Regions from separate parts of the Sus scrofa genome. Here all the other regions are linked to region 3. The links are chromatin contacts, called in public Hi-C and HiChIP or PLAC-seq maps. All regions are on one chromosome and are shown on one strand. The core of a region is the stretch at or near the end of the contact, and the rest is flanking DNA. Distances in the headings are between cores, read along the strand shown.

Region 1 (4,576 bases), core at 491-2,990, 200 kb before region 3:
TGGAGTTTCCTTCACGGCTCAGCGGTTAACAAACCTGACTAGTATCTATGAGGACTCAGGTTCAATCCTTGCTTGGTGGGTTAAGGATCTGGCGTTGCCATGAGCTGTGGTGTAGGTTGCAGATGCGGCTCAGATCCTGCGTGGCTGTGGCTGTGGCGTGGGCTGGCAGCTATAGCTCCTATTCAAGCCCTAGCCTGGGAACCTCCATATGCCACAGGCATGGCCCTAAAATGACAAACAACGCCTCCCCCCAAAAAAAACCAGTGGCCAAATAACAAAGTAAAATGTCATTTTCCTTTGGTCTCCAGAGTCTTTACCTCATTGAGTGTCACTCTTCCCTGGGGAGGACACACACAGTGTGTTCAGGTTTGCCTGAGGTGACCTGAGAAAGAGGAGCTTGGGGTGGTGGGAAAAAAGCTGAACTTGGGATCCAGGTATACAATTGCATCTTGGTCCAGCCTGATTGATTTTGTGACCTGGGGATAAAGTGATCCTATTTGAGTTTTGGTGTTAATAACTGTAAATGACACATAATAATATTTATCTGTTTAATGCCTGTAACCTTCTAATAAACCTCCCCTCCATCCACCTGCTGGCGGAAACTAGAGGTGTGTGGGCTAAGACATCACTTTCTAAGGGCCTTGTTTGTAGATTATGGGTTAAAAATGCTCTGTTCTGCTCATTGCTCCCCTTGTGTTTCTCAGCTCAAATGTACGTGTTCTAATGGAGGGGACGTGGGATGTCCTTTCTGGCATTGAGTACTGGCTGTGAGCATATTCATCCAGGAGAGCAAAGCCGGGGAGGGACGCATATGGGGGTGCAGTGAGAGCTGGGCTACTCCACCTGGCTAGCAGGTGACTGCAGACAGTGAGGGAGCCATCACTGTACCTGTCACAGCCTTTCCTTTCTCAGGGGATTCTCATTTGTCTTGAATGCTTTGGCTGTGGGCCTGGCTGGAGACCCAGAAGATCACTGACTCCCTTCAAGGTGTCAGGTGCATTGGTGGCCTGGCAGCAGCTCCTTTAAACGGGTCTCTGTCACCCTTTCTCCTTATTTTCTGCATACGTTAGAGGACGGGTATGTGGGATAACTTTTTGTTAAGCTGATGGTAAATGCAAATAAAATGACAATTTTGAGATCAATGACAAAATTTGAGCCCGTTTGCCCTTTAAACTGAGCCTGAGAAACGATCGCCCAAATCTGTGGACGTGTTTTTTCGAAGGACCTTTCGTTTACAGGTGTGTGCCCAGCTTTACAGGTGTGTGCCCTCCCCCCCCGCCCACCGCCCTGCCCCGGAGGCCGTGGGGCCGGTTCGGGCCGGCCGGGCTGGGGAAGGGCCGCGCGGTGCCCGGAGCCAGGCTGACCCCCGGGTCCGGGGCGGGCCTCCCACCGACCCCGCCTTCCGGGTTCTGGGCCGACCCCCCGGACTCACGCTTTGGTCTGTGGCCGGGGTCGGGGCGGAGCCCGCTCCGCCTCTGCGGACCCCGCGCGGCCACCGCGTCCCCCTCTCGGCAGCTCTCGCAGCCTCGGCGGCGGCCGCCCCTCCCCTCCTCCTGGGACCTCTTCCCGGGCCGGCGAAGCCCAGACGCGGGAGGCTGGCGGGAGGCCTCCCCTGCTCCTCCTCCTCCCTCTCCGCCCTCCTCCCTCCGCCCCCTCCCATCCCCCTGCTCCTCCCCCTCCCATCCCCCTGCTCCTCCCCCTCCCATCCCCCTGCTCCGCCCCCTCCCCGTCCCTCCCCTCCTCCTCCCCCGGCCCGGCAGGCGGCGGCGGCGGGAGCGCGCGGTTGGCGAGCAGAGCCCCGAGCGGCCGCGGCGTCTGAGGCCGGCGAGCGGGAGAGCGCAGGGCGTGCGGACAAAGAGGGCGCCGCGCGGAGGTAGGACCCCGCCCCCGACCCTCGGCCCCTAGCCCCGCGCCCCCGGCCCGGGCTGGAGCGGGGCGGCCCGCCCCGGGTCCCTGCGGCGGCGCGCGCCCCGGGTGCCCGGCGGACGGACCTGGCGACGCTGGGCTGCGGGCTTTTCCAAGCCCCCGAAACTTCCCGCGGGCTTGGGCTCCTGTCCGGCCGGGCCCGGGGGCGGAGGCCAGGCGGCGGATGTCCCCACCCGGCCCGGCCCTGCCCTCCCCTCCCTTCCGCTGGCCCCAGCGCGGGGTCTACGGGGGCGGCCCCTGCACCAGCCCCGGGGCGCGTCTACGCCGGTAGTTCCCGGCACCTGGCCCCAGGCTGTCTATGCGGGCGACCACTGCACCATCCCTGGGGCGCGTCTACACGGGTGGTTCCCAGCACCTGGCCCCGGGGTGTCTATCCAGGCGGACACAGCACCAGCCCCAGGGTGTTTATACGGGCGGCCTCTGGCACCTGGCCCCGCGGTGTCTACGAGGCCCGCCTCCAGCACCTGGCCTCGGGCGCGTCTACGCCGGCCGCCCAGCACCTGGCCCGTCGTCCATAAGAGGCCCCCACCCCGGCCCGGCGTCCACGCGGGTCCGCAGTACCTGCGGCGAGCATAGGGGCGGCCTGGCCCCCGCCCAACCGTCAGGAGTGGCCGTTCCTGCTGTCGGCCACCCGGTTCTCCTGGGCATGTCTACATATAACCGGGGGTGGAGAGAGCAGTGCAGGGTCTGGTTTAAAGGCTTTTTCCTGAATGGCCCCATTTTCTTATTATGCTCACGATTCCCAGTACAGCATTCCATTCTCAAATTCTTTGGGTGATAATTTTGCCAGGTTTTCTGAATGGGATTAGCACAGGCTGTTCAGAAATGGTTTCAGAGTTTGTCAACCGCTGCCCGTTTCAAGGCCAGACTTAAGTGCGTCCTTTAGAATTGTCAACCTTCATCTTGTTTTGGTTGGGCAAGATTTAAGTCTTAGGACCAGTGAAGAAACATATGTATTTAATATTGGGATCACTTGCCAAAAGCGAATCACACCAGAGTGGTTTCTTAATCACTAAAGTGGCTTAAATATTGGGCACCTGGTTGGATTTGAAAGGAATTTCAGTTAAAGGCTCACTTTCTCATGCCATTGGAGGACTTTATACAGGCAGCAGATAGCATGTTGAGAACAGAGGAAATTGTTACTGCATTTCATAGATCCTGTTTGCTGTAGGGATGCTCAATGGGGTTTGATAGCCATTTCTGCACAGGAACCTAGATATCTTTACAGGTTAATTTTGAATTGCTTAGAAAGCCTATTCTGTGTTGAACTGCTGACTTTGGAGTACACTTTTGGTTCCTGGCTCTTCTGTGATGATCATAGGACTTTCTGTCTTCTCTTCTTGGGCTGTGACGACTCCAGAGCAGCGTCTGACATGGATGTTACATGAATCGCTCTCAGGGATGCACATGACTGTGCGCGCTGCTGGAGCCGTTTCCTCGTTGAATTAGGTGAAGATGGATGAGTCCGCTCTGCTGGATCTTCTGGAGTGTCCCGTGTGTCTGGAGCGGCTCGATGCTTCCGCCAAGGTCTTGCCCTGCCAGCACACGTTTTGCAAACGCTGTTTGCTGGGCATTGTGGGTTCCCGAAACGAGCTCCGATGCCCTGAGTGCAGGACCCTGGTTGGCTCAGGCGTGGAACAGCTCCCCAGCAACATCCTGCTGGTCAGACTTCTGGACGGCATCAAGCAGAGGCCTTGGAAACCTGGCCCGGCCGGGGGCAGTGGCACCAGCTGCCCAAATGCAGCGAGGGCTCAGGGCAGCGCTGGGGCCAATTGCAGCTCGAAAGACATCCAGGGCTCCCAGGGGGCACAGCAGCCAAGGGCGCAAGCCTGGAGCCCCCCAGTGAGGGTGAGTAGACCGCGACCTGGTGTGGCGGTGGCGGTGCTGATGGTCATCCTTATTCTTTGTTCTTTAACTGCATGTTTTCTGAATCAGCTCATGGCTAAAGAAGTCACACTTACTGGAACAGGTAGGAAATAATGCCTCAGGAATTTTTTTTTTTTCGTTTTGGAATGAGCTTGGATTGAAATTGGATACATTTTCTTGTTTTTAAAATTCTATCGTGGTGGTTGGTTTCTATTACCTGTTAAGTTAAATTTTGGGAGACAATGGCAATTATTCAATGAAATCTAAAACACAGCTGTTTTTTATGCTGATTTTAAAATGAAGATTTGGTGTGGTTTTACCTTTTTGATGGAGATGGGAGAGCCATGATTGTATGTGTGTGTGTATAGCTATGTATACATGTTATAAATATATGGGTGCATAAATCCTAAGGAGGAACTTGAGCTTTAATTTTTACGTTGCTTGGAGCCATTCTGTTGGTTTTATGAATGCACAGCACAGAATTTTCTGGTTGGAGGAATTCTTAACAAATCATGGCCACAGGTAGCAGAGTTTTGTTGCTGTAGCAACAAAATGTCATTGAGAGCTGAGCTAAGACAGCAGAGAATCCAGCTTTTTATGTTGGGTTTATAGGGAGTGAAATGAATTGTTCTCATCAAAAAGCTTTTTCTTGGGTTTTGGGTTTTGGGTTTGGGCTGAAATCATTTTAAGTGAGGCTAATATCTGGACAGTTACCACAACTTCAGTTTCTGGAAGGTAAGGTATTTTGTGTCAGTCTCAATTATGCTGCGGGGAATGGCACCCC
Region 2 (4,649 bases), core at 2,121-4,620, 180 kb before region 3:
AGGTTGATTTTTACCAGACACCTTGATCCCCCTGCTGGCAAGTCTGCTTTTGGCCTGAAAATGTTACCTGTGGTAAAGGCCGAGGTTTGAGGCAGAGAATCCCGATCCTGAGTGAGTCCTGGGTCAGCAGTCCCGCAGGTGGTTGGAAGCACAGGTGGCATGTGGTTAGCAGCTACACCTCCACACCCTAAATCCCACCAGAGGCAATGTCCACATTCAAAATTAAATTAAAATGCCTGAAAATGAAGCAGAAAGGGGAAAGCAAAGGGCAGTTAGGAGAATAAATTAGCCCCAAGGGGCTCTTTCCAGTTCTGCAGTCCTAAGCCGGCTATGGTAGAGCCATGACCCTGGGCTCTGCGATTCTGATACTTGCAAGGCTGAGTCCCTGTGAGTGTTAACATATCAGCTATTTAACTGTAATGCATGGAACTACCTTGCGTTATTTTAACCTCTCTCAGGAGACTGAGCTCGTGACACTCACACATAGGTAGCACCGGATCAGCCTCATTATAGGTGAGAGAGACCAGTCTGTCTTAAGGCATATCCAAAAGGCTTGGTGATCTTAGGAATGCCCCACACTTTGACCTTCAGGTGGGCTGTAAATGGAGAACTTTCTGTCCAAGGAGTGGGTTGCCATGTGAATATTTATGGTGTGAATTTGCTTGTGTTGCTGGGTTGGCTTATTTAAGTTTCTTCTTTGTGAGCCTACCTTTCGTTACTTCCTGGACTGGGAAGCAGGTTTATTTTTCACGTTAAGCTGCTATGTAAATTTCTCAACCCGCTGGCAGCTATTTTCTCCTTCCTGTAGAGGTACAAGGTTGGGGTCTGGGCAGGAAATGCCGCTGTTGACAGCTAGCTGGTGACTTGTCTGTTTGGCTGCAGCCCACCTGTGATCCACTCGTGCTTTTCTAACTGGGGTCTATTGGCCAGGGTGGGATTTACTTAACATGCCTTAGGTTCAGTGATGTAAGTTGGAATTGAGAAGGTATGAAAACAGGTGGTGATCCATTCGTGCAGTGCGCATTTCTTCCCCATGCTTGCATTGAAAAGTCACCATTTCTGGGACATTACCAGACCCACAGAGATATTAAACCAAAGAATAGGTAGGTGGGTTAAAGAGATATTAAGCCCAAGATTAATTTTCAGCTTGATACTTAATGGCAATCTTCCCAGGCAGTTGAGTGTTGCCTGACAAGTATGCAGAGTTGCCAGTTATTGGCAGCTGTGTGCTGGATAATGCAATTTGCGAAGTTGGGAGTTATTAGATCACCACTGTCTACAGTAGCTTTAGGTTGAAAATAGTAGCGATTTTAGTTGGATGGCAAAGTCACTTTTAAATGGTCTGAAATCATTTTAGGAGCTGATTCTGTGGATTTAAGAAAGTAAATTCTGGACCATTGGACCTTGGGGAAAAATATGTAACAAGATGTGTGTGATCTTCAAAGAGCGAGGTAGTGTTTTAGTAACATTGTATTCTGTTTGTTGCATCCAGGCTAGCAGAGAAGGAATTCCTTATGTTCTCAAAGAACTTGTTTTGCACTGATATCACCCTCTGAAAAAGGAAGCTGTGATATGTTTCATAAACTGGAAAACTCAGCATGCCCTAAAATATGAAAATGCAGGGCTTCCTTTTACATTCGAAGTACAGCCTGAAACGTCAGGCTTATTGCCTTCCTTCCAGGGTTCCCGTGAACGGGAAAGCAGACTCCCGGCCCTGTAGACATATAATCTCTCGATTATAGTCTCCGAAGGATAAATACACTTATTTGGCTCAAACACACATATCAAAGGTGATCTGAACAATAACATATAGTTTTGATGAAGGAATATGTTGGGCTTTTCTTTAAAGTTTGAACTAAGGATGACTCCCCACACAGTTTTGTTAATAAAATAAACAGGGGCTTTAAGACTGGACTCTGCAGCCTTAAATCATTCACAAGTAATGCAGCAGTTTTCTGGACAGATTGTGTTTCCTCACAAGGAAGGAAGCCACCTTTGTTCTGAGTCCCAGACGCATTCCTCACAGGTGAGGCCACCTGGTTCCTTTCAGGAAAGGGTGCTGTGGACCCTCCCCTGCATTCCAGCCCCCAGTCCCAGGTTCCAGAGCAAGGCTTACAGGTACCTGTCGATGAGGGGATTTTGAAGGACGAAAGCCCACCCCAGGGACTTGGTGAAGCATGAACGGACAGTAAAAGACAGTATGCTTCTGTTTTTCAAATAGCCTGTTCAAGGACAAAGGACTATTCACTCCTGGATGACTTTCATGTGGTGACAGTGAAGGAGAGGATGGGGGTCATTTCGTTTTGTGCTTGATTTTCAGGCTGCTTGACTGAGACCATTTGAAACCTTAGTTTTCAGTTGTTCCAGACTAGCAAAGTCACCGAGGGACGTGGGCTTGGCGTGTTCATGTCTTTTTCCTCGGGAAGACGTTTAAGAGGTAGCTCCCACCCCTGCACAAGCTAAAGAGGGAAGGCGTTTCGAGAGTGTCAGGTTAAGCTCTGACTAACCCACTGTGTCTCCCAGAGTCCCTGGCATTTCCGGTCCAGGTGACTTGATGCCTCTTGTTCAAAACTGCTCCAAGGTTATTCTGAAGCCCGGTACCTGGGTCCTGCCCTTTCTACCCCCTTATCTGTGCCACGCCCATGTCTTTTGCTCCAGTCACACAGGCTGTCCTGCAGTTTACCTGCCCTCAGCCCTGTCTGGAAGGAAGAGCCCCTTTGGCTCCCAGCTGTGAGGACCAGAACTTGCATTCATTTATTTCAGCTTGAATACTGCCTGGTGCTTAACAGGCCCTCAGTAAAGAATCAGTTAAGTTCACAGATTGGTGAATGAGTTTTACGTAAGGTATGTTGTTGGTCTTCATTACACTGCAGACCTCATGTTGAAAAAATGTGGCAAATGGGAAAATGATTGTGACTCATTCAGATGTTTAAGTTGGAACCGAGAACTTTTCTAGATGAGTGAATTAAAGTGTCATACATGCCTATTTGGCCATTCATTGTGTATTGCTTTGTTTTGTGAGGATAAATGTGGAATGATTGAAAAAATAATCTTTGCCACGAGCCCTTTTGTTCAACCTAAGGGATGAGCAACGTGATTTCAGACGATGGCAGCGCCTCTGTTTTTAGCTTTCGGAAATGAATACAGCTCTGATCACTGATGGTGCTTCAGTTCCTGAGCTGTGCCGACTCCCAGAATACAGATAATGAGGGTGCTGGGAGGGGCTCTTTTTCACTCATTTCTGCAAGTCCTGTGCCTCACATGCCCGGGGGTGGAGAAGCGACATTGTTTTCCATCCCTGCAGCTGTGTGAGGAGTGGGTGGAAACACCTAGTCATCGCAGCTGTGTCGTGACTCTGGCGAATTGAGTGTATGATGTGACGGGTATAGAAAGCGGCACTCAGCCACCCTGTTCCCCTTCACAGAGTCACACTGCCGACTGTTGGGCCAGCTACTGTGGGTTAACGTCAGAAGGACCTTTTCTTTTCCAAGTCTGGTCGTGGCTGTATGTGTTTGTGTCACATCAGGGCTCATGGAGTGGCTCCCATGGGCCCTTGTGTCTCACTGGTGGCTGCACCAAACTCCATGAGCTGCCTCTCTTTGTGATTTGGGGAGTGGCCAGCAGGGGGTGGGTCTTTATGCTTCCCACTTCCTGATGACTCTGTGCTTCTGCACGTACTGGGACAGGGCCCACTTGCACCTAAATTTAGAGGATGTTCCCCCACTGCCCAGTGGAGGGGGAGATCACTGGGACTTGGCAGTGCAGATTGTGCTGGTGTCCCATCAGGTGTCACAGCCCCTGCCAGGTGTGCAGCTCTGAGCCTTTGCTGGGGCACATGGCTGCCTCCCTCTCCCATTTCCACCCCCTGTGGTCAGCTCCAGGGTGTCCAGTACCTGCAGGAAGTTCATGACACTTCCTGGGACAGATCTCCTCTTGGGCCCTTGAGTCTCAGGACGGCAGAACTGTTCTCTTGGCCCATGCGGATCACATTTGGTTGGGGGTGCTTCTCCCACCCCTGCAGGGAGCTGACCTCAGATCAGGGGAGCTGCATCCACTCCACCTGCAGGCCCTCCTGGCATGCTAGGCACTGATGGTCCCTGTCCTGGGTGGGGCCCCTCCAGCCTCACTGTGGATGCTGCTGCCATTCGTTCCCTTGGCAGACACTGCTTTGAGAGGCCATCCCTCAGCTGATCTGGTGGCCACTCCTGCCCTCCCTCAGGCCAGCCTCTTCTCCTTTCCCCACCTGCTTCCCTCTTGTTTCCCCTTTCTGTCCCTCTGCCCTCTCCGGCCTGTCTCCAATTCCAGGATTTGAGCTGTTGGCCTCAGTCATCACGTTTTCCCAATTAGCCCATCAGGCTTTATTCTGTTAAATAGCCCTTCATGTCATGTCTTGTTTTTCCTTTTTAGGGCCACACCTGTGGCACATGGAGGTTCCCAGGCTAGGGGTCACCTAGGAGCTGCAGCTGCCGGCCTACACCATAGTCACAGCAATGCTAGATGCGAGCCACATCTGCGACCTACACCACAGCTTACGGAAATGCCAGATCCTTAACCTACTGAGCAGGGCTAGGGATTGAACTTGCATCCTCATGGATACTAGTCGGGTTCATTACTGCTGAGCCACAACAGGAACTCTTTGTTTTTCTTTT
Region 3 (4,281 bases), core at 1,127-3,626:
TCCTCTTTAAACAGCTCTCCCTTCCTCCTCGTCCCCAGCCTCTGGCAATCACCATTCTACTTTCTGTATGATTCTGACTAGGCTGAGTACCTCATCTAGGTGCAATCATACAGTGTTTGTTGTTTTGTGATTGGCTCATTTTGGCTTATTTCATTTATCACAACGTCCTCAAGGTTCATCCATGTGGTAGCGTACTGCAGAATTTCCTTCCTTTTGAAATTTGAGTAACACGTGCGTGTGTGCCCGTGCTTATGCATCCATCCATGATCACATGGGTTGCTTCCGCATTCTAAGTATTATGAATAACACTGTTATGAACATGGGTTTACAAATACTGCTTTCGGACTCTGCTTTTAATTCTTTTAGGCATATACCCAGAAGTGGAATTGCTGGACTATACGGCAATACGATCTTTTTGTGAGAAACCACCATACTGTTTCTCAGAGCAACTGTACCAGTTTACATTCCCATCAACAGTGTACAAGAGTTCCAGCACTTGTGGATGCTTGTTATTATTTTTTATAGTGGCCATCCTAATGGGTGTGAGGTTTTACAATGTATTTTTCCAAGCCCTTTTAATCTGCTTTGGATTCAGGTGGGACAAAAATGATGTTCAATTTGCTTAGCGGTTTTTTGTTGTTGTCGTTGTTCTTCCCCTGCCTTCATTCATCTGCATCCAGACCTCAAATGCAGCTTCTCCATGCATTTCTCCATCCTTCATTGACTTCCTTTTCCTCTGAGCTCTCCTGTTAAGACGGTTTTGCATGTCGTGATTTTGGATTATTCACTGGTGTTCACCTGTAGTTGTCCTGTTATCCCAGGTGGTCTTCTTTTTAGTAGTAGGGACCATGCTTTACACTTTCCTGAAACATTTAATACAGTGACAATGTCTCAAGTGTTATTGTAACAAACACTAAGCTTTCAGCTTATTAATCCTGAAAGCACCCAGCACGTCCTCTTCAGTACTGCAGGAACCTATTTTTCTTTGCAGCATTGGAGGAGGCTCAGTCCTTGTGCTTTGGATCAGGCAAGACTATTCATTCAGTTAACATTTCTTGAGCTCCTCCTGTGCCATCCAGACTGGGTCCCTTGCTTCTACCACACCTCTCTTTCAGATGACTGGTGGGCCTAGGTGGGAGAGGGGTGCTAAGACAGGGTCTGGTATGAGTCTGACCCTTGTGTCCCTGCTCCTTCCATGGGGAGGACACTGGGGTTTGATATGAGGCTGACCCTGGAGCTACTCCTCCAGAGAGGCAAACTTTATCCCTAAAACTGAGTTACCCTGCTGAGCTCATCAACCTATTTATCCAAAATGTTACTCCTTTCCTTGTCCAACACCTGTTCCCCTCAAGACTGAGAAGAATCAAAGAAAACAGAAGATTGAAACTGAGCAGCACCCTGTGGGGCCCTTCCAGGTATAAAAGCCTTTCCATGTCACCCATTTCTTGTTTGTAGGAAAAAGGTTTTCAGCCTCCTACACCTTCGGATTCATGCAGCTCCTGGTCAGGAGAGTAAAGGGATGCAGAAAGAACCGACAGTTTAGGACCGGGTAGCATTGCGGTTCCTTCTCAGGGGATGGGCATAATAATCAGATGCACATCTGAGTTTTTCTGCAGGAACTAAGGTTCCTCCCACCCAGGTGGAGGTTGGTCACTTAAGGCTGAGCTCAAGCAAGTGGACCCTAGACTAGTTGGAACCAGAAGACTTCCAGATTAAGGTTCCCGCAACACCACCCTACTACCTTACCACCAACCAATCAGAAGAGGGTTACCCCCCCCCCCCACTCCCGTCAATTCTGCCTATAAACAGTCCTTTCCTGAAACCCACGGGAGAGCTCAGGTCTTTCCAGCATGATCCAATTCTCCCTCCTCAGCCCTGCAATAAACCTTACTTTGATGCAAATTCCTAGGTTTTGGCCCGTTAGACCTCACAGTGCGCCTGTGTCCAAACTAAGCTGGACAACGGTTGGGCGGGGATCTGCTGCGGGCCTGATTCCTGCCCCCATTCTCCGCCAGACACAAACTCAGAGGGTATACCCTGGGTCCTAATGAGGTGATCCGCATGTCCCAGCTTGAGTTTTAGGTGGAACATCCCGCACCCAGGGAGTTCGCAACCCCGCTCAGCTGTAAGAGGTAAGAGCTGGTTCCCTAGAAACGGTCCCGACGCCCACACCAACTGCATGCAGAGTAGCCCAGCTGCCTCCAACGCCTTGTCCCCTAAAGCACCGCGACCACGTGGTCTTCTCCTGCTTCGAGACTACAAGTCCCAGCATGCAGCGCAGGCCGTCTCTGCACCGCTCCCGCGGCCCAGCTCTCAGGCCAGTATTCGCGTCCTCAGAAGGCGCTGCGTCCCGAACCCATGCGCGCTGACGTCGACGCGCTGACGTAACGCGCCGACGCTGCGCTCAAGGAGTCTTCGCTCGCCCGGCAGCAGTTTGACTGTGGGGGCGGCGCTTCGGCTTGTGAGGGTTGCTGCGAGGCCGTAGGAAAGGCAGCCCCTTGCAGCCTCCTCCCGGTCCCAGATGGACAGGGTGTGCGCCGTGTTCGGAGGCTCCCGGGGCATCGGCAGGGCGGTGGCCCGCTTGATGGCCCAGAGAGGCTACCGACTGGCCATCGTCGCCCGGAATCTGCAAGGAGCCAGAGCCGTGGCTGGGGACCTGGGTGGTGGGTACCGACCGGATACGCCCCGCTTCCGCGCGGCGAGTGTGCTGCAGCCGCAGCGGATCTTAAAGGCCCCCTTGAGCGCTCCCCTCCACCGTGGTTAGGTCCCCCGTGCGGGCGATGGGAAGGGCACGGCGCAGGCGCGCTGCGGTCTCCGTGCCTGTTCGGTGCGCGCCTGTTCTTGCGCTTTGCTGCGCGTGCTCGGAGTGGGACTCTCCTGGTCGGGTCTGTCCGAGCCGTGTCCCGTCCTTTTCTCTGCGTCAAAGCGTTTACGTAATTACGCTCCCTCCATGACCTTTACAAAGGGACAGTGAGATTTGTTCCGTCCGATTCTGATAATGCGCTCAAACTCCATTTTTTTCTATTTGTTAGGAATGGGTTAGCAGTTGCTTTGCAAATTTCAGTGTCTGGGTGGCTGGGAGACGGGTGTTTTGACGGCCCAGAGCACGCAGTTGTCTGCTGAGTTAGGAGGGCGGCCGGTGCAGGTGCATCTCGTTCACCTGGGAACGGGGCACCTGTGCAGCGACGTCACCGCTGGGCTCACCCAAGTGTTTGCGTATTAGAGTCTATAGGACACTCGGGAGTCGTAGACGCGGGAGAATCTCCGCGATGCTTCCTGCTGCAGTCATTACAGTCTGGCCCTGGGGCGAGCACGCGCTGGCCCTACGGGTCACCCAGCCATCAGTGAGGCTGTGCTGGGTTCCAGGGTGGTGCGGGGCCCAGCACACCTTCAGGTGAAAGCCGAGAGTCAGTGCTCTGGGCCTTGCATTTCCTTGAATTGCGTGGTCCAGGAGTGATTGGTTTTCACCCAGAAAGTGTTGCTTCCTGAGTGACTTACTGTCTCCGAAGATTTGAGGAAGTAATTTTAGTGTTGATATATAAGGCAAGGCTAGCCAGAAGATAAACAATTATTTAGTTTTTTTTTAAACTACATTTTAGAGTGATAAAATGGTACGTTATTAAGTAGAGAAGACTTTGAAGTGTAATTTTTTGTTGGTATTTAAATAGTTCACAATGAACATTTTTAAAAGAACAGAGTTGTTTTTAGTAAAAAGTTGTTTTCTTTCATGATTTGTAGTTTTAGAATTTTTTTTTTTTTACAGCTTCCTGTTTTGTCTCATTTCTTCTAATAGGCTTGAATAACAGTCATTATATGTGCCACAGTTAAAACAAAAAAGCCCTAGAGTTTATCTCAGGGCCAGGAAACCAATTCAGCAAAATGTAACTGAATTAGACATTAAGTTTCAAAAAAAGGAATATAAAACTGAAAAAACTGGTGCATGGGGTCAGTATCAATGGTATAAATATTATTAGATGAACCATACAAAGTATTTACAAGAAAAACATTCTCCCCTCATTTTTTGATTAAAAAAAGTTTTAGGATTTACAGTCTATTGTATTACTTTATTTCTGCTCCCCCCCTCTAGTTTATTAGAAGAATTCCATGAAATCTGGAGTCCATGACATAATCATCTTTTGTCTCTAGGTTCTGGATAGAACAGGTCTCACTCATAGTAGATGCTTAACGAATGTGTGTTGAATACTTTCTAAATTCAAGTTATAATTCATTAGTAATTCCAGTCTAATCTTATGTAGGAGATCATTTGGCACTGAGCTGTGA

The links. A called contact is a pair of places that touch in the nucleus more often than the background predicts. HiChIP or PLAC-seq counts read pairs in DNA pulled down with a chosen protein or histone mark.
Region 1: an H3K27ac HiChIP or PLAC-seq map of skeletal muscle shows a contact between it and region 3. The contact joins the promoter of SH3RF1 here to the promoter of CBR4 in region 3. A contact is called at or near these places in 2 of 5 promoter capture datasets (fetal skeletal muscle and liver), 1 of 47 Hi-C or Micro-C datasets (skeletal muscle) and 1 of 2 datasets of contacts at active chromatin or transcription factors (skeletal muscle).
Region 2: a Hi-C map of embryonic fibroblasts shows a contact between it and region 3, with 2.7 times the contacts expected there. The contact joins the enhancer-like site here to the promoter of CBR4 in region 3. A contact is called at or near these places in 2 of 5 promoter capture datasets (fetal skeletal muscle and liver) and 4 of 47 Hi-C or Micro-C datasets (embryonic fibroblasts, liver and skeletal muscle).

What each region holds. Positions count from the first base shown.
Region 1 is chr14:20,418,878-20,423,453 of Sscrofa11.1, forward strand. SH3RF1 (E3 ubiquitin-protein ligase SH3RF1) reads left to right here and starts at 1,741. Exons shown (of 12, transcript XM_021072854.1): 1 at 1,741-1,873; 2 at 3,287-3,774. The coding sequence starts at 3,382.
Region 2 is chr14:20,435,506-20,440,154 of Sscrofa11.1, forward strand. All of the region lies in intron 2 of SH3RF1 (E3 ubiquitin-protein ligase SH3RF1), which reads left to right. Among named protein-coding and RNA genes, the nearest start is that of SH3RF1, 17 kb to the left of the region's middle. Within about 2 kb of position 3,371, at least 25 of the 83 cell types and tissues checked have an H3K27ac peak or open chromatin away from gene starts, as enhancers often do. A contact at or near this core is called in embryonic fibroblasts, where this site is marked.
Region 3 is chr14:20,619,584-20,623,864 of Sscrofa11.1, forward strand. CBR4 (carbonyl reductase family member 4) reads left to right here and starts at 2,377. Exons shown (of 5, transcript XM_001927085.6): 1 at 2,377-2,663; 2 at 4,257-4,281. The coding sequence starts at 2,522.